Regions from separate parts of the Bombyx mori genome. Here region 1 is linked to region 2. A link is a contact called in public Hi-C data. All regions are on one chromosome and are shown on one strand. Each heading gives the region's core, a stretch centred on a gene start, on an enhancer-like site or on the middle of the called end of the contact. The rest is flanking DNA. Distances are from core to core; before and after follow the strand shown.

Region 1 (5,416 bases), core at 2,285-4,784, 97 kb after region 2:
AAGCTAATACTTTCCAGTTTACTGGTGGTAGGACCTCTTGTGACTCCGCGCGGCTAGGTACCACCACCTTGCCTATTTCTGCCGTGAAGCAGTAATGCGTTTCGGTTTGAAGGGCGGGGCAGCCGTTGTAACTATACTTGAGGCCTTAGAACTGATATCTCAAGGTGGGTGGCGCATTAACGTCGTAAATGTCTATGGGCTCCAGTAACCACTTAACACCAGGTGGGCTGTGAGCTCGTCCAACCATCTAAGCAATAAAAAAAGAGTTGAATAATAAAGTATTTAATATCTATGTAATTTCAAGGCGGTGTTCTGTAAGCGTTTAACTCCAATAAAAAAAACGTATTGCACAGAGCGATCACTTGACAGTATCAGACAGGCTTATAAAAAATGCTTGACTCGGACGCAAACGAAATAACCTTTGCCAATTTAAAAATGTGTATACCTAAACGACGTAACGTAAGAGTTAATATTGCAATCACGTTACACGTTTCCGGTCTTGGGTCTTTATTTTATTTGTGCGAGTTTCTTTTTTTTTTTTTTTTTGTTTCTCTTCACAAAATTTGCCTTTCGTAAACATGCAAAAATTTTGTAGGTGAATTAAATATCGCTACGTTGCACGCGTTGCTTGCTTTTGATGTTGTGTTGTTTTGTATTTGTCAACTGATTTGTAGGGTAGGTACCTATTTGATTTTTTTTTCTAAAGTTTCTCGCCGGATCTTCTCAGTGGGTCGCGTTTCCGATCGGTGGTAGATTCTGCGAAGCACTGCTCTTGCTAGGGTCAGTGTTAGCATCACTCCGGTTTGAGCCCCGTGAGCTCACCTACTAGTTAAGGTTACGCTGAAATAGCCTCTCAAGGATATCAGCTTAGGTAAGAAAAAAAAAATTGCCCGAGCAGGCAGACGAGCATACGGCCCACCTGATGGTAAGTGGTTACCGTCGCTCATGGACGTTAGCAATGCCAAGGGCAGAGCCAAGCCGCTGCCTACCGCTTAATACTCTCCACAAAACATGCCCTAAAACATACCGTAAAACCTCCAGACGTCGGTGATTTCATCTTGTCAGTTCAGCAGATCCTCGTATAACCGTTATGTTATGGCACACGCTCGGTTGTAGCACGAAATGATTTCTGTCAATAATAAATAATAGTTTAAAAAACTAACAGAATACGCTTTTATAGAAAATCCAACAAAAAAATTGAAAATAAATTAGAATTAAAAATAGTGTAAGAAAAAATGATTTTATTGTAAAAAAAGTGTGGGGTGCTTTTCAGGATATTATCAAAATAACCCTTCTACTCATATCTGTTCATAAAATATTTATTTTTTAGTTGGATTTTGTTAGTTTTTTTTAAACTATTATTTATTTTTCATTTTTTAGTTAAATTTCAATTAGTTCAGGTTTTATTTTCAATTTTTTTTTTTAATACTGAGTTGTCATCGGTTCTTAATACGTATACCAAATTTCGAGTTAATCCTACATTTTGAAGGGGGTCAAAATCCATGTTCAAAGATTCCGTTACAAACATACATACGTCTGAAGCTAATAAAAGCGTATTAAAAACATGTTCGTTTTATTATTTTCTTTGAATTTTAATCTTGGTATTTCGGGTCTGACGAGCAAACGGGCAACTTTCTGGTGAGTGAACTTACGAAGTCGCTACCTTCGTCGGTAACTTACTAAGTTTCACTTCTAGATTCATTGTGTTAAAATAATTTGCGTAATTACTGGTGGTAGGACCTCTTGACAGTCCGCGCGGGTAGGTACCACCACCCCGCCTATTTCTGTCGTGAAGCAGTAATACGTTTCGGTTTGAAGGGTGGGGCAGCCGTTGTGACTATACTTATATCTCAAGGTGGGTTGCGCATTTACGTTGTAGATGTCTATGGGCTCCAGTAACCACTTATCACCAGGTGGGCTGTGAGCTCGTCCGCCCATCTAACCAAAAAAAAAGTTTAATTGAATTTATAAGTTCGTTGAGAGTTTTTTACGCCGACCGTCACAATGTAGAAGGAATGTTATACTGTCATCTTGATCACTTAATCTTGAATGACTGCTGCATCTTAAAGTGACGTATAACTTAATAAAAGTAAAGCTGAACATGACAACTCCGATGGTATCTTCATTATTTACGAGCTTACATACGAAGCATTTTTGCGATGTATGCATTTGTGCATACGAATCCGTACCGCAGTGTGAGCATACGCTGCGTCAGATCACTTACGCAGCACTATTATTGTGTTCTTAGACTTTGCACTGGACTACTTCAGGTCATAGTTGATGATTGACCTCGATTAATCGTTGTGATTAAATTAACGGGTCTCGCGATGCTTTTGTTGTTCTATCCTAGCAACGGTTAGGGATGTGTGGGTGTACACGATATAGTTCCAACGTTAATTACGATCTCGACGGAGCTCTTATTCGTGAGTCACGGCCCATAGTGAAACGGTATGCGCACCATGATTCGGTACATTCAGACACACAGCGTGATGTGCATCGTTAATTGTTGTAATTCACAATTTGTCATAACAATTGTTCGAAGCTATCGCCTTGTGATGTTACACCGATATTGATAAACGCCTGCTGTACTGTCTAGCTAGTAAGTCACGACTCGGACAATTCTAATTATAACGAGAGTGATAGGTATCCGGACAACTAGTAACGTGTGCCAATATGCAGGTAGAATATCGAACACACAATCATTATACTGTCATAGTGCGCTGGCGTGGGTTTAGTATAACGGTGCGCCGTCTAAACTGGGCCACGTACTGAACGTAATCCTATTATGAGCTCGTTAACGTAATCCCTTTTGGCCTTAATACCGGCCGCGTGAATCTCTGCCGCGTTAATCGCTCCATGTTAGATTGAATAGCCCGGTCTGGCTCGAGTGACGACTAAAGTGCAATGAAATTGTCACATCACCCGACCGAAGCGCTATTCAAATTCATTCCATTCGTCAACGGAACGTCTCGCGCTAAAGGTTTATGGTCCGTGAGCTAAATGACTATTGTCCGACATTGTACAAACAACACATAGTGCTGACTCATAAATTATGATAGACGACTCCGCTCCGCCTATCGTACGTCGTCATAAAAATAATAACGACAAATTATCCTATTAAGACCTGACGTTTTAGTTATAATGATGAGAGATACTAAAGCGTGACACGATGATAGAATGAGGACAATTAAGCATTCGGGGGAGTCTTGCAAAGTGCGGTATTATCCTATATGGCATTTCATTAATTATAGTTACGCATTTTGTATTCACTGAGCCGCTTTTAATCTTAAAGCAAATGAACTATTGAACCTATTATAGAGGAGCTCAAAAGTCTGAGAGTCTAATTTAGTCCCGACGATTCGTTATATAAACAGTTCTTTTTCGCGATTACATCGCTCTTTAAGATTAAGAACCTAAAACAAATTGCTTCAATGTAAAATACGTGGTTGTAAAGGCCCAATTTCTGAGCCCATTGTGAGAACGGTCGCGCGATGGTATCGTGCGTGGGCGACTTCACGATAAACAACATTACTCGGATGTTAAGCCTCGTTTTTTTTTTTTTTTTTCATTACGTCGCATACTCTTCTCGTATACGTCGTGACATTTACGAGTAATGGTTGTTTGTGAGTTTAATGAATATCGTGCGCGTTGACGGTTCGTTCGTACCCCGGAGACTGGGTGTGTCCCGCTGCTGCCGCCGACCGGATTGTTGTAGATTTCGTCGAGATATGACCCCCAACGGAAATATTACTACTCGGTACCTCTTGTCTATTACAGCGACATTTAAAGTGGTATTTATGCGCAACGAGCAATTCTCTTTATTAGCACGTAATTGCTCTGGTTTCGTAAATTAAATAGTCGGTCAATTACACGTTTTTTTCTTTTTTTGTTTTTTTTTATGAAGTAATTAGTAATGAAAATTGTTGACCTAATGTTTGACTTTCATAATTGCTTAGAACAAGCTTTTATGATACTGGTTTATGTCGAAGTCGTAGTGGCTTAAAGGATAAGACGTCCGGTGCATTCGTGTTGAGCGATGCAACGGTGTTCGAATCCCGCAGGCGGGTACCAATTTTTCTAATGAAATACGTACTTGACAATCGTTCAATTACTGGTGTTAGGACCTCTTGTGAGTCCGCACGGGTAGGTACCACACCACCCCGCCTATTTCTGCCGTGAATCAGTAGGTAATGCGTTTCGGTTTGAAGGGTGCGGCAGCCGTTGTAACTATACTGAGACCTTAGAACTTATGTCTCAGGGTGTGTGGCGCATTTGCGTTGTAGATGTCTATGGGTTCCAGTAACCACTTAACACCAGGTGGGCTGTGAGCTCGTCCACATATCTAGGCAATAAAAAAAAATCAACTAATTTAATGGGTACAAATAAAATTATACAAACCAGAAATCGTAAAATTACAATGTCGTTGGATCAACGGATTTTTTGAAGAAGATACACGTGAATAGCCAAGTAACCTCGTTTCTTTATTCGAACTCGACTACCGACCACATATTATTACGCCACAAATCAAGGCCGATCTCTGCTCGTATCGATATATTATTCACAAAAAAATATATATACATATATCCTATGTAAATAGTTTCTGAATAAATAGGTCGCTAGTGTAAATTGGAAAGGAACCTAAAATAACTTTAGTATCAGTAACTCAGTTATTCAAATCTGCCGAAATTCTTGTTAAACGTATTTCTTAAAGAGAGAAAGAGAGAGAGAGAACGCTTTCAACATGAATCCCGTCCAATTTGAATGAGTTATCCGTATGACTGACTGCTTCAGGGTGGGTACGCAACGCATACCTAGAGCCACTCACAGAACGATGCTCCCGGTCCCGTTCAAATTGTTTAATGACCCGAATAAGTTAAATGTGGGACTGGTAAGTAATTAAGGGACTGGAAATTCTTGAGATCCGAACGGGGCCCCTTATAGTGGGGTAAACTCGGCGACTCGCATTCATTCGACTAAAACTTTTATATCTTTACGAATAATTGGTAATGGCAACTGCTTTAATGTCAGTAATAATTTACGTTTGCAATATATTCGTAATTCGAAGTTTAATAAAAAGTTGTAGAAAGCGACAACGAACGACAAAAAGCAAACATATTTACATAATTTATGAGAACGTTTTCTGCTACGCGTTAAATAAATCAACTCTAACAAATTACCGCAATATATCACGAATACTACCGAAAATACATCGGCACGAGTACCTACACATACTTGATAATCGTCACAGTTGTAGCGAATGCAACAATGTCGACAGGTAGGTATCTTGTGAAACACTATCCAAATAGTTACTTAGAAATTACTGCGAGGTTTCTCGGTCGCTTCCCTATCGGGTCAAGGTTTTTATAAACACGCTACTCTTTTACACGCTTTCTGAATAGGTGCAAGTTAAATGTAA
Region 2 (4,957 bases), core at 1,757-4,256:
GAAAAAATCAGAGGCGAACTGATGAAATAATTTAAGGTTTTTATCACTTACAATGAGTTCAGGATGTACTGTACTTAAAAGTGTTGGAAAAAAGGTTTTTTTTATTTTTTTAAATAGCTCAATTTGAGCAAACGAATTTCATGGCTCATCTATACTAATATTATAAAGAGGAAAGATTTGTTTGTTTGTTTGTTTCTAATAGGCTCCGAAACTACTGGACCGATTTGAAAAATTCTTTTTCCATTAGAAGCCGACATTGTCCCTGATGAACATAGGCTACTTTTTTTTATTATTTTTTTATTTTTATTTTTTGGTTTCATGTGGGTTTTAATGTTTCCGAAGCGAAGCGAGGGCGGGTCGCTAGTTTAGTATAAAATGATAACCAGAGCCCATAGACATCAGACTTAAATACCGCTATCCACCTTGAAACTTGGCGGGGTGACGACTCAGTTGAGCGCCTTGTGGTGCAGGGCATAACAGAGGGTACAAATCCGCGCGGCAAATCACCGTTACGATGGACCGACCAAATAAAGGCAGCTCTTAACGGTCCCGTTAACGAGTACACAAGAAGGGCTGCGGTACGCGAGGAAAGGCAACGTGTGGTGAAGCGCACCACCACCCGAAGTGATGACCACGACAACTCTGCCAAGAGTGCATACGACTGAGAAGAAGATCTTGAAACAGGACGTCAAAGTATTTACTGTATTACATGTAGACTTCGTACCCTTCAAGATGAAAAACATAGTGGTTTTGCAGTAGAAATAAGAATACCTACCCACTCATGTGGGGGCACACAATACGTTCGACCCCCAATAAAGTCGTTCTTATAATTTCTCTAGATTAGATTCTCTCCGATCCATTTGCGCAGACCTTTCCATATCGCTCTATCCTAAACCTAAATTAAGGACTCTGGAATAGGCAAACCTGTGAGGAATTTCATTTGGTCTGCTCAGCGTGTGATCTTGTGATATTTTCCTGTCCACCCCACTCTGCATAATGATTCATGACCATTAAGGTATAATGTGCCAAACTGATGGATATGAATTGAATACAGATGACGTTCCCTTGTTTGTAGATGTGAAAGTTAAAAGTTCTATACTCAACTAAAATATTATTCTACTGCGTTGTAGATGTCGGAAACACGACATAAACAAAAACACTGTAATGTAGTTGCCAAATGAATCTTAACAAAAATACTGCGATCGGATATCGAAACTTAGAGGCGGTTTTGGCTTACAGTGCTGCGTCCGGCTTAACATTAACATTCCCAAAATACTCTTGGGATCTGAATATCGTTTACGAGGCGTATTTTATTCTCGTCGACAGGCATATTAAAACAAGTGATTGTACAAAAAACGTTTGAAATATAATTTCTCAACGATTAAATTGAGAAGCAGAAAGGAAAGTTTGAATCGACCAGTGTTGACAATTAAATCGCAATCTTGAAAACGTTTGGTGACTTTCGAATGTAATGGAGGGGGTTAAGGGGTGTTTCGTATCTCGTTTCCAACGTTATAAATGTTTTCTCTTTATTATGTCAACAAATGCAATTAATTGCCTTGTAGTTGTATTAAAATATTGACTTGATTCATTATGCAACAGACACAAATTCGGTTACACGTTTTCCCCTAATAGAATTATAATTTGATTGCCTTGGAATGTCAAATATTACGAAAAAGATAATTGGATAATATATAATTGGATAATTGGAAATTAAGTACGAGGTAAATATTTTGTATTAGAATAAATGGCTGGCTCCGAAATTGATAGGTTTACTCAGAGATTTATAACTAATAATGGGTGCCGAAAACACACACAGGAGATACAGCAACTACAAACAGACTCTGAATCCTAAAGATATTTAGATATACTAACAGGAAATCGAAATCGGAGGAAACCTAGAAGTAGACCCAAGACAAGGTGGAAAGATGTAGTGCTGAAGGACAAAAGGAAATACAATGCTGCTGACGAGGATGTCGAAGACAGAGTGAAGTGAAGGAGTAGAAAGCTAACCCCACCACCGTGTGGAATAAATGGCTGGGAAGAGAGTGAGAGAGACTAACAGGAAATCGAAACCGAACCAGGTGTGGGTACATTGGTCATAACCAAGAACCACTAGATCAATAAAGTGGTTAGATTGAAATGAATCATTTTGTGGAATATGCCCAAGCAAACAGCAAGCTTCATGTGAATTATTAACAGTATTCAGTAGGCAACTATGAATATACATCAACCAGTTTTGCGATGCTGGGGCGGTAGCCATCCATCCGTACAGCACAAGATATTTGACAAATACCTGAATCTCGCTTACTACATTTTCTAGATAAGTTCCGAACTACAACATCTGGACCATCGCGTCTGTCTACCGAGCAATATCACCCGTTCGGTGGAAGATCTTTCCTTTCGTCGGTATACCTACCTACATTGTTAACAAACGGCATAATTTAGCCTATGATAAGGTCCCGACTAACTTGTACTAACGTCTCCACTAACGTCAATAGGTAAATCGGTAGTCGTCTTTGATAGTATGGTATATATAGTTGCTTCTGTCGAACGTCAGCTTTTATTTTTATTTTTACTACATACATAATATGTGGGTAAACGAGCTCACTACGCGCCTTTTGTTAAGTGGTTACTGAAATTACAGAATTCACATGCATGTCACCACACGCCTTGAGACGTGAGATTCAAGTGTCAATTTTTTTTTTGTAATACATTTGTCCTTTCGTATTGAAATGCATAATAGAAATAGACAGAAAGATGATTCTACCCTACCCGGAATTACTATGCGTGCTACGACCAGTAGACTTTCAGACGAGTCAAGAGTGCAGACATAACCACAGACGCACGCGCACATACACGCTGTCTTTAAATATAAATTTATAAGCACAGCAACGATGCTTAATAATTTTATTGTAAATTTGTATTCAGTATACGAATTCATAGCTACAATCAGCTCTAATGTAACCAGTAAGTACGGACCGATCAGACGTCCGGCTCGTGTTTTAAGTTATCACACACACCTAATACATTGTTTCATTCAAATGAAAACATCGAACGCACGAGTCTTGTGAATTCAAATAACGAGAAACAAAGAGTTCACTAAACCTATCGACGTTATTGTGTTATCTTTTATTAATAGATGCTTTTGTTGATGTCTGTTCGTTTCCATAATACGGTTTTATTGGTGGAGCTTGGCGTGCGAACTCTTTTAATTTAGAACCTATTGTGGATCTGAATTCTTTTAAAGCAATTCTGTTCTTGCTATACTTACTCAGAGATCTTAACATACTATTTACACTTTTCTTTAGTATATTCTTAACTAGCCCAGTTTGTGTATTGTGTTGTGTTGGATTAATGAGCTGATATTTTAATTTGTTCCTTACTATTAAATTGATTTATATGTAAATAATGCTATATGTATATAAAACACATTTTACAATATTATATTGTTGCTTACATCATTTATACAGGGTGTCCCAGAAAGAATGGATAATATTCAAACACCTCCTAGTAGAGCTATTGGGGACTCAATAAAACTTAAAACTCATGTCTCGATGTGGGGGAGACCGCCAGCATTTACGTTGTTGATGCTTATGGGCTCCGGTGACCGCTTCGCTCAAAGTGTGCCCTGAGCTTGTCGACCCTTCTAGATAAAAAATAATCTTTTGTTATTATAAAGTTAGAAATAAATTGAGAATTTACGATCGAAAGCATATTTACTCATTCACAGATTTTTATACCAGAAACACGGGTTGTCGTTCGATTATGTGCGTGTCCAATCGTTCGATATTACTGTCAAGCAACTGAAACTAGTATTCCATGTTCTAATAATAACAAAACAAAAATGCCCACTGAGTTTCTCGCCGGATCTTCTCAGTGGTTCGCGTTTCCGATCCGATGGTAGATTCTGCGAAGCACTGCTCTTGCTAGGGTCAGTGCTAGCAACACTGCGGTTTGAGCCCCGTGAGCTCACCTACACATGTTAGGGTGAAGCTGAAATAGCCTCTTAAGGCTATCAGCATAGGTAGGAAAAAAAAAGTATGATATTTTCGAATTGAGAATACGATTATGTAGTTTCGAAATCATTAAAATGACATAACATTGCGACGCGCACATCCTAATCGCGGTCCAGTTCGCGGTTCGATTGACTTTCCCTTCGGCGCGATAAGTTGTACGCAACAGCGGCTATAACACGCGATATTATATAGCAGCCGTTAACGCATGCTGTACGAGAGTGAGAGTGGATGTCGGAATTGATTCTGTCTAAACACGCGACCGATGACGGGTCAACGAATCAGCGTTGCGCTTTCTCCGTCTCAGAAATCGCGTTACCTTCGTAATCCACAGCCATTTTTTTTTTCTTTCTTTTTTATTGCTTAGATGGGTGGACGAGCTCACAGCCCACCTGGTGTTAAGTGGTTACTGGAGTCCATAGACATCTACGACGTAAATGCGCCACCCATCTTGAGATATCAGTTCTAAATCCTCAAGTATAGTTACGAGCCTATAGCCTATTCTAGCATTAAAACTGTATAATCAAAAAACTTACAAATTTTACACGAGAGTGTTTTAAGTGGTTTAACATGTGATATTTTTAATATTAATCATCTTTGCAACATATATATTTTTCAGTTTTTACCAGTTACATTATCTGTCTTTTAAAGTAAGATAAAATTATGTATTAATTTTGTTAATATATAGTAGTCAAAACATAGGTAAACTAAAAAAAAAGACGTGTGGCACTCGGAGACTGCCGCGGTAAAGCTATTGTAAAGCATTTTTTATCAACTTATGCAATTACAATTAGACAATAATAATTTAATATTAAAACAATAATAAAAATAAGACCACGCTATATTTATAAACATTAACAAAAGCTGTTAGCATTAACTGTCCCCCTCACACTCATAAGCTAGACCGCGTGAGAGAGAGATGGGCAGACTTTTCATGATGC

What was found. Hi-C and Micro-C count contacts between places; a contact is called where the count stands out from the background.
Region 1: a contact with region 2 is called in a Hi-C map of whole pupa, with 6 times the contacts expected there. The contact joins two enhancer-like sites. A contact is called at or near these places in 2 of 7 Hi-C or Micro-C datasets (both in whole pupa).

Annotation. Positions count from the first base shown.
Region 1 is chr6:13,195,382-13,200,797 of ASM3026992v2, forward strand. The region is part of intron 4 of LOC101745857 (CCR4-NOT transcription complex subunit 6); the gene reads left to right. Among protein-coding and RNA genes, the nearest start is that of LOC105843009, 7.6 kb to the right of the region's middle. Within about 2 kb of position 3,535, at least 8 of the 8 cell types and tissues checked have open chromatin away from gene starts, as enhancers often do.
Region 2 is chr6:13,099,020-13,103,976 of ASM3026992v2, forward strand. All of the region lies in intron 4 of LOC101745857 (CCR4-NOT transcription complex subunit 6), which reads left to right. Among protein-coding and RNA genes, the nearest start is that of LOC101740768, 16 kb to the right of the region's middle. Within about 2 kb of position 3,007, at least 5 of the 8 cell types and tissues checked have open chromatin away from gene starts, as enhancers often do.